Linked DNA regions of Arabidopsis thaliana: region 1 is linked to region 2. Evidence: chromatin contacts called from public capture Hi-C data. All regions are on one chromosome and are shown on one strand. The core of a region is the stretch at or near the end of the contact, and the rest is flanking DNA. Distances in the headings are between cores, read along the strand shown. Region 1 holds the start of AT4G13620 (Integrase-type DNA-binding superfamily protein). Region 2 holds the start of SUVH9 (SU(VAR)3-9 homolog 9).

Region 1 (4,940 bases), core at 1,167-3,666, 110 kb after region 2:
CGTACGAAAGTAAAATGTGAAATGTTTTGAGATCGAGAATGCTATTTTTATGAAAACAAATAACGAAATTGGAAAAATGAATTAGTAAACCAGATAAAGTCATATGTTGTCACTTGTTTTTTTTTTTGTTTTTTTTTAATGTTGTCACTTGTCATCATTTTATATTATGTTTTTTATGTCCTATCTATAAATGATAGAAAATAGAGATATTATTTAATAAACAAAACCTCCTTAAATATTTGTTTTTGAGATGATGTATTTAGGAATGTCGTATAATAGCGCCAACTTGCTAATTTATATTGAGTATTAGTTTTTAAATTATGAGACAGTGACCAAAGCAATTTTTTTATGAAAAGTTCTAATATAATTGTAGCCTTTTTTCATTAGATGTCTGGTATACATGGTTAAAAATGTCTTCACGGTGACCATCAGTGATTAAAGCCCATACTAAGACATACATTTACTATTAAAATATGTTAGAGATCAAATTGGATCAAATTAATTTACATGAAACTGGAATAGGTTAAAAATAAAAATAAGAAAGAAATACTTTTTTCCTCTGATTTTTTTGGTCAACTGCTTTTTTTTTTCCTCTTAAGCCTTTTTATAAATTTTATTTTGTCGTTAACATTTTGTTTCCATAAATCAAATAATAATTCTTTTCGTAAAACGACCCAACAGTCATCTCAAAGGACAAAATGTGCATCATCTCAAATTAGAATACGAAGCTTCCAATTCGACCCTTATCTTACCTGTTTGATTCATTGTTAAACATGTTTAATGAACTATATTATATTAAAAAAAGAAACTTATATCTTGATTAGTTACTTAAATTTAGTCTCAAAATCTAAATTGACAATATAAAAAATTGGAGTAACTAAAGATGAAGCAAGAGATGAGTATATGCGTCGGAAAAAGTGTTCTTGCAAGGAATTGTATCCATTGTAACAGTGACTAACATGAACGAACAGAATAATTTATGGGTGAATCCGATTAATTTAAAAAGTTAAGAGACCACATCAGCAAGTTATTACAATATTGTAAAATAAAGAAGCAGACATAAACTGATGTTCTAGAGAGGAAAAGAAGACAACCCATGACTTCCGCATTAGTTGGATTCAATTAGAGGCCAAAACTTGAAGCTAATCATTGTATTTGGATGATAATATTAATAATTATGGGCTCACTAATTATAAGCATTTGTGGTGATTATCTGTGCTAAACTATACGTGGTTTACAAATTAAATTTTATTCTCCAATTAGATAAATGTTATCATGAAATATCGTTTCAATAATGTTTTCTTGGTATCACATCGCTCCAATAATTAGTCCCGTACAACTGTAATTAAGAAGTTTAATAATTACTATTCAGTATGTATTCAGACGTACATATATATATATATAGATATATTTTTTGTAATTTGCATTTCACAGCGGATCACTAAATATACATTAAACATTTGTGTATTCATCTATATATATTACTATAATATAATAGTGAAAATTTATGTTTTTTGAGATGGAATCTAGCAAAGAAAAGTCCTATACTGTATGGTCCAAAGTCATATTCCTAGGTTTCGCCTTAAAAACTCTAAAGATAACTAAACAGACGAGAATAATAAATTAAACACAGTTAGAATCGTTTGTTTATTGAAAAAAAAAAGCTTAAAGAATGCTTAAAGATTAAGGTTCTTACAAGAAATATATATATCTTAGTAAGGGAAACCAAATTTACATATAAAAAAAATATAAAAAAAATTGGTACTTCTTTTTCTTGCTATGACTTTGAATATACTACAGATTTAATGTTCTAAGTTTAATTAACAAGATATTGAACATTAAACCACATCCTTTTTATTTTTCGTGTACTGTATATACATATATATTGAATATATATCTCTTATTAACAAGATATAACAATAATGTAATATTAGTACAACCATCAAATTGAAAAGCAAATTTCGTATTTATACAATATGAAAAAACTAGAAGAACTTTTAAATATTTAAAGTGACCAAATGAAAACAACGTTGGTATCCAACAACAACATCATTCGTAAAATTTAAATATAAAACCCTATACCAAAAAAAAAACAATATATGGCTATATATAACACCTAAATGAGTTAGGGCTAAGCTGTCACGTTTGGATTGATAAGTTATAAGAAAAAGCGAACGTAAAATGGAGGCCACGAACAAGTCGCAAGATAAGAAAAAATAAAGGTCAAATTATTGTTTATGAAAGAAAAAAATACAAAATATTAACAATAATATTGTTTAACCAAAAGTGTTTGTGAGACTCTTTAATTCTCTAGTTTACATATGAACAAATTAAGCTTGGCAGAGCGTAGATCTGAGTCAGATGATAATGTTTTTTTCGGACAATAAAGTTAGGTTCCTTAAATTTTCTAATATTATCTCCACATGATCACACCAATACACACACAACACTCCTTAATTCTCGTATATATAAACATTTATTCTCCACCTATTTTGTCAAAATTAAGAACAGGCTTCATTCTCTGGACAAACACTCAAAAAACAAACAAAAAAAGGAACATGGAAGATCAGTTTCCTAAAATAGAAACTAGCTTCATGCACGACAAGCTCTTGTCTTCTGGAATCTACGGGTTCTTGAGTTCTTCGACGCCGCCACAACTTCTCGGTGTTCCAATATTTTTGGAAGGTATGAAATCTCCTCTTCTTCCTGCTTCTTCGACTCCGAGCTACTTTGTGTCGCCTCATGATCATGAGCTCACATCTTCTATTCATCCATCTCCGGTAGCTTCTGTTCCTTGGAACTTTCTAGAATCTTTTCCTCAGTCTCAACATCCTGATCATCATCCTTCTAAACCTCCAAACCTTACTTTGTTCCTTAAAGAACCAAAGCTACTAGAACTTTCTCAATCCGAAAGCAACATGAGCCCTTACCATAAATACATCCCAAACTCCTTTTATCAATCAGACCAAAACAGAAACGAATGGGTAGAGATCAATAAAACTCTAACCAACTATCCCTCGAAAGGTTTTGGAAACTATTGGCTAAGTACCACCAAGACTCAACCCATGAAGTCAAAAACAAGAAAGGTTGTTCAGACGACGACCCCAACAAAACTGTATAGAGGAGTGAGACAAAGACACTGGGGCAAATGGGTCGCAGAGATTAGGCTTCCAAGGAACAGAACCCGTGTTTGGCTCGGCACTTTTGAAACCGCTGAGCAAGCAGCAATGGCTTACGATACAGCAGCTTATATCCTTCGTGGCGAATTCGCACACCTCAACTTTCCTGATCTTAAACACCAGCTCAAGTCCGGTTCTTTGCGATGCATGATCGCCTCACTTTTGGAGTCCAAGATTCAACAGATCTCATCTTCCCAAGTAAGTAACTCTCCTTCTCCTCCTCCTCCAAAAGTGGGAACACCGGAGCAAAAGAATCATCACATGAAGATGGAGTCAGGAGAAGACGTGATGATGAAGAAACAGAAAAGCCATAAGGAAGTGATGGAAGGAGATGGTGTACAATTGAGTAGGATGCCTTCTTTGGATATGGATCTCATTTGGGATGCTCTCTCATTTCCTCATTCTTCTTGACTTCAAATTAATATTTGTCAAACTTATTTTACTTACTTCTACCCTTTTTTATATCAAAAGTTTCCACCAAAGAAAGAAATTCATATTATGATGCCAAGATTGGTTTGCATTTGGGGTTGAACACATTGTAATTCTTCTTACGACCACATAATCAAGTGGTTCTCCTTTTTTTGTCTGCTAATTAATTGTTCTTTTCTTTGCGGTTACTAGTAACCATAAAATAGAAAAGTGTTTGTTTTCTAATGAGAAAATATTATAATTCTGTTGCACCAACTCCAACTTTAAAAGTCCAATGTTAGAATATTTCCTACATTCTATACTAAAGCTCAAAGGTCAATAGAGAATATGAATAGTAATAGGGCAGAGAAGCGTTAAAGGGCAAATATGAATTTAGATTATCTTTTCTTTTGTCAACAACTACAATATGAGTTTCTACAACCAAATAAAAAGTTGATTATATAACTTTAGAAATAATTATGTCATTTTTAGCTTCAATTGTATTTCCGAATATGCAAACAAAAGTGAAAAATCTAAAGTTTTGGCACAGAAATAGAAAGAGGACAAGTATCACTTATTTGGAAAGAGAAGAAACTTAAACTTTTTACCGACCACAAAAGCGTCAATTTTTGTTTCGAAACGACGCCGTTTAGAGTACAAAGTACAATACTCTCCCGGCAATAACCAACATTAGAGTTTTGGCAGAGATTGTTACAAAACTACACTTGCTCATGTTTTCACTAGGCGTATAATCGTGTCGTGTTATTTCGAGTAAGTACATACCTTGCAGTTCAAGCACTATGCAGGTCCAGTGGCATAGACATAGCCTTTACCTGCAAAAACACCATTTGAAACCATACAAGATTCAGCCACTTGGTAAGCAAAAAACCATGGAAGATTTAACTACCAAGAACTGTGAAACAAAGAGAGCACTCTTAGCAATTTTTCAACCCTCATATCAAAGCACACAACGATGAAACTCACCATTGTGGATGAAGGGCTAGAAGAGTCAAGATGTCCAGATCTTCTAGCCTCCCAAAACCGGCTTGTTTTATCTCCACAACGCTGTACCTGCGATTTGCTCTGATCTTTGGAAGAAAAACTGATCTTCTCTCTTCCCTTTTGTACAGCTCTTAACCGACCTCTCAGCAACCCAACTTCACTCTCTATTTTCAGTCTTTCATAGTCAATAGCTGACATTGAATTTCTTCGCATATTGGTAGACATGTTACTTTTCCCTTGTGGAAATGCATAACTTGTATCTGAAACACTTTGTGATCTGTCCAGTTTCAGATCCTGAGTGGCATGGTCAGAAGGAACATTCAGTTGCCCCTTGTTATCTTCATCAGTCAC
Region 2 (5,322 bases), core at 1,821-4,320:
GGGTTTATAAACATGTTTAGATATTACAATGAAACGAGGTTAAATATTGGTTTAAGTTTATAAATGGGTTTATATTTTACAATGGTTGAATAGAAGAGTTCACCTCTACGATTGAACGCAAATGTTTTTCATCAAAATATATGGTGTAATTTCATCTAATACCAATTTAGAAAGAGAGAGTCATAGAGTACGAGACATTTGTTTTACTTGATTAGTACGAGACAAACCCAAGAACAAAACAGTACAAACAAAACAAACAGCTTTTAAGTTTTGTATCCTATTACCCCCAAAAACACACACTCCCAAATGTTCAAAGATACCCAAAAACTCGAAATGGGAGGAGTGGGGTCTCTTAAACCTTAGCTTCTGCACACTTCCTTTCCTTCATTCTTCATGTCACCAACTAGCAAAACAAAACAAAACAAAACAGCAAACGATTCAGTCTCAGCTTGTGCTTATTACAATCTGCAAGAACCCAATATATATCTAATTCAAATTACCAAAATAGGACCCCTAACATCTATCTTATTAAACATTGATACCATAATACAACTTGTAAACAAGTCACAAGCCTATGCAAGACAGATTTGCAATCATTTCCTGCTAGTGCATTTCCCAAAGTTAACTAACATGATACTAAAGGGTTATACTGTGAAACTTATTAACCATTCACTTAGAATTTACCTGGAAAATATGGCCAAGAACCACGATTTTAACGGTTGAATTTTAATTACAAATGGCAAGCTTGGCGTTCCAATCATCAACTACTCCGTAATCAAGGCTGAGCTCAGTCATGGGAGGGATGTTTTCAGCAGCGAAAAGCATGACTCTAGGGAACATGAGACTGTTGTGATCATGGAGTACAAACTGGACAATGACATTCGGATCAGTACTGTGGCTTATGTAACAAGCAACATTCCTCATCTTGGACACATCCATTGCGAAATCAACCGGAGGAATATCAGGATAAGAAGGCCGCTCGAAATCAGCAAGGACCTGAGACAGATCTCCCCAATCTTCCCATCTCGCAGAAGAGAAACGAGCAGGATATACCAATGTATCACCGTTCATGGTCAGAATGTTGGCTTGTTCCCTTGTCAAAGCAACCCCAGCATACTCACAAATAAAAGCACCAGCATGTAATACATCCAAAGACCGAACTCCCCAACCCGTTTCCAGTGACCTAAACACTTCTAGCCTATTCCTCAAACCCTTTTGAGTCACACGGTTTCGACAGCTTGGAGGGCACTGACACGCTGATCCACATTCATGTATCAACGGTTTCTGTCTTATTAGCGTCCCATTATAATCATAAGCAATCTCACCTGAATTCTTGGCTTCACAAAGGCAGCCACTGCCACAACCATTGACACAGTCACATCCACTTGCATTACCACTTTGCTGAACAAATAAGCCAGGAGGAAACGAAGTTTGCGCAAGATACTCATAATACAAAGGTTCTTGATCGCTGTCAATGTCGTTAAACAAATAGACAGGAACATTCTCCTTCCCATTCGAGATATCGAAATTGATGTAACCTCTCGGTCTCACAGACAATGGATTAGTCTTAAGAGTCCTAGCAAACTTCAACACCGAACTACCCATCTCAGCCTGTCCTTCAATCCTCTCCAACCGATATTTAAACACACCGAAACCAGACTTCCCAACATCAAACCAAGAATCAACAATCCTAAACAACCCATCATAAACATAAACTCTACTAGAAACCTCATTCTCATACTTCAACCCTCTAATAACTCTCACTTCAATCCCATAATACATACTCCGTTCCATCGCAAGGTTTCCACCTTCCAGCCTCTGATGTTCAGCTTGCCTTCCAAGCCTATCTTGTCCACCCTGACCTGTATACATAATCACATCTCCTTGATCATCATCATCCTCATACCCACCAGAAACAATCACACTAGTAGCTATTGGCTCCCCATTAGAACTAAGACTCCCTGTAAGAAAATCGATCCCAGATTGAGGGTGTCCATGTAAGCCCATGACACATAACTCAAACCTAAAGAAGAAGATATCCCCAACTTGAACACCGGGAATCGAACCGACGATTCGTTTATCACGATTCATCCACAACATACAATCTCTCATCATTGAACCAGCTTTACCAGCTTTACCATCAGCTCTAGCTCTTCTTCCACCAACCCCATTACGTTTAGCTTCTTCCATCATCAAAAACATCCTAAGAGAATCATAAATCATTCTCGTCTTCCTCACATGTTCACGAAACTGTCTCTCACTTTCAGGTCCAACATCAGTGATCCTCACTAGCTCCGACGAACGTGGCTGCGGTCTAGGTCGTTGAGTAGCAACCGACGGTGAAGAGTCACTGGTTGAGTAAGGATTCGGTTCCGGTTCCGGATTCTCCTCAACCGGTACGATTGCTCCGGTTAAGGAATCAAGAACCGCAACATCATCGTGACGTTGAAGCCGTTGAGCGAAAGCAGACCGGGCTGACTCGGCGACGGTGTTGTAATCTGAGGAAAAGTCTGTGGCTTCGTTGAAATCGGAGACGGCTGATGAAATTAGGGCTTGTGGGTTTGTGTTTGGAAGTTGAAAGGCCAAGTTTTGGGTTGATTCAGTGACTGGTTCAAGCTTTGGGATCAGTGAAGGTGACGGATTTAGAGACGGATCAAGAGGAATGTGAGAAGAACCCATTTTTTGCAACGAGAAGCGAAATGGGTTTGACGAGTTTATCAGAGAAATCGAAGAAATGGGTTTTGTTTGGAGAACACCTTTCAAGCTAAATCCATGGCGGAGAAGAAGCTCTTACACAAATATTTTCCTACAGAATCTAATGTGTTTTTTCTTTAGATTTGCTTTTAATATAAAGTTGTGATATTGAGAAATTATGATACGATTATTCCAAAAAAAAATAGCCGGAAAAAAAATGAAAAATTTCATACCTTTTATGTGTTGAAATCTAAATTTGAAGATCTCTTTAGGATGAAAAAGAGCTCTCTTGGTACTCAAATTTCTGGGTAAAAATGGTGGTGTGTTTGATTTGGTGTATAAGGCCAGACCAAACACACCACACCCGTTTATTTTGGTTTGTAGCGATGACGTGTCGTAACACGTTCAGGATAAATATTATAAAATATTTTTATTAGAAAAGATTGCAGTATAGAGATTATTAAAAAAAAATTAATAAATTTAGGAAACATAATTTTTTTAATATATTTAGTAAAATTATAATTTTATAATATGGAAATAAGGTTTTCCAAATATCTAAGTTTTTTATTTTTTTAAAATTTGAATAAAAATTTCTTTCTATATATTATATAATTTCTTTCTATTTTTTAAACTTGAATAATTTTTCTTGATATCTAATATCTTTCTGTATTTTAACTTTGAATAAATTTCTTTTGGTATATTCTGGATATCGGATTTTTTTCTATTTATTGAACCTTGAATAACTTTTTTTTAATATCTAATTTCTTTTTTTTTTGAAACAATAAAATATCTTTATATCGTAAGTGTGTCGCAACACATTCAGGATAAATATTACGAAAGTATTTATTAGAAAAAGTCGTGATATAGAAATTGTAAAAAAAGGAGAAAATTTTAGGAAAGTAGGCATAAATAATCAATAAAAATATTTTAATTCACAAACTAATCTAACAAAAATATGGTGTGTAACTTTTATAAGAATGTCCATTTTATCTTTTTATACATATCATTTACATACACACTTCCTTTCTTCATATCCTTTTTAACTTAATATTTTCATCTTCATCTTTATCTTGAAACGATAACGTGCATAGACATTTTTTCATAAAATAATTAAGAAACAATAGTCAGGTTTTTGCTATATGCAGAGTAATGGGCGGGAGACTTTGCGTCCACAATTTTATAGAAGACATTTGAGTAAGAAGATCAACATCGTGCATTTGTGCTACCACACATTTTTTTTTCTTTTCTTTATAAATTTAAAATTTATTCACAAAAAAAAGACGGTTTTACAATAAATGCATCGTTTAGCCAAAAAATTTAAAAACTGAACAAGTACAAACTGAATAGAAGATCTAACGACAATGAGTGCTAAACCAATATCGTAGCCCGCTCTTGTAGATGGGTGAACCTGAAGTAGCCAAAGTACTCAACCGATTCCGCATATTCTTATCGATCATTTTGGCAAGAGAAGGAGCTGGAATGGGTGACTCGCCATGCCTTCTCCCATTTCTCTCTTTCCAAAGACTGTGAGTAGTGAGCTGAAACACATATCGGAAAACAAACATGTGAATTTGCGTCAAGGCCGAACTTGTAGATAGATCAACAAGAGAGTCCCAACGAGTCGTATAACGTGAACCCAACATATCCCTCGTAAGAGCTGACCAAGCATGAGAGGAGTAAGAGCAAGAGAAAAAAAAGATGATCCCTTGTTTCTACTTCCGTTTGACAGAGCACACAACCCCCTGTAAGCGTCGCCATTCCACTTTAATAATCTGTCCCCCGTAGCTAGACGGTTTCGAATGGCTAACCAAAACATGAATGAGAGTTTAGGAAGTGGAGTTTTGAAACCATACTCCCTTGAACCATTCACACGTTGGAGTGGACTCACGAATCTCATACCAAGTGTCCCGAGAGAAGAACTTATGCTTGAAGGAACCGTTGCAGCATTTCCAGAGAGGAATGTCACATGTTGGGTCATGACGTTGTCGGAGAGCATCAATTTCGTCTTCGATAGAGTTTAGAGTGGCCGTACGGTGTCTTCGACGCACATGAGACCGGAGAACATCAGCAACAGACCAAGATGAAGAGATACCCATATCAATACAACCTCGGGCTCCCAATACCTCATATAAAGACCCAAGAGAACACCAATTGTCATACCAAAAAGAAGTACCTAAACCCGAGTGAACTTCCATTTTAAAAAGGTTTTTGGCTTTATCTCTATACTTCAAGATCTTCTGCCACATCCAAGAACCCAACGTACTTCTCCCCCGAGGTGACCAGAACGATCTACCATGAAGCAGATTTAAACGGATCCAATTAGCCCAAAGCGAGTCTTTAGCTGAACAAATTCTCCAAATAAGCTTCATAATGCACACATTTCCATCGAGCTCCGGATTATCTCACCGCATTAAATGACCATAGTGATGTTTTCTGCTACGATATTATGTGTCATGATATATTTTTAACATATACAAGTTTCTAGATGCTTTCTTATATACAAGTTTGCTACTTCTCCATTGACTTACGATCTTATGGTATGAAGCGCAAATTCTCTTTTATCTTTTCATTTTTTAAAATTAATTTTTCAACTTTTCCTTTTTTTTTTCTTTTACCACTACCACAATT

What was found. Capture Hi-C pulls out chosen DNA fragments and counts their contacts.
Region 1: a contact with region 2 is called in a capture Hi-C map of root, with 5 times the contacts expected there. The contact joins the promoter of AT4G13620 here to the promoter of SUVH9 in region 2. A contact is called at or near these places in 3 of 26 Hi-C or Micro-C datasets (root and shoot) and 3 of 3 other capture datasets (root, seedling and shoot).

What each region holds. Positions count from the first base shown.
Region 1 is chr4:7,929,715-7,934,654 of TAIR10.1, forward strand. AT4G13620 (Integrase-type DNA-binding superfamily protein) reads left to right here and starts at 2,417. Exons shown (of 1, transcript NM_117436.3): 1 at 2,417-3,865. The coding sequence starts at 2,424. The coding sequence ends at 3,590. AT4G13630 (zein-binding protein (Protein of unknown function, DUF593)) reads right to left here. Exons shown (of 4, transcript NM_001203790.2): 3 at 4,572-4,940; 4 at 3,970-4,420. The coding sequence ends at 4,379.
Region 2 is chr4:7,823,927-7,829,248 of TAIR10.1, forward strand. SUVH9 (SU(VAR)3-9 homolog 9) reads right to left here and starts at 3,071. Exons shown (of 3, transcript NM_117420.3): 1 at 2,928-3,071; 2 at 685-2,815; 3 at 1-403. The coding sequence starts at 2,679. The coding sequence ends at 727. It also overlaps the pseudogene AT4G13470.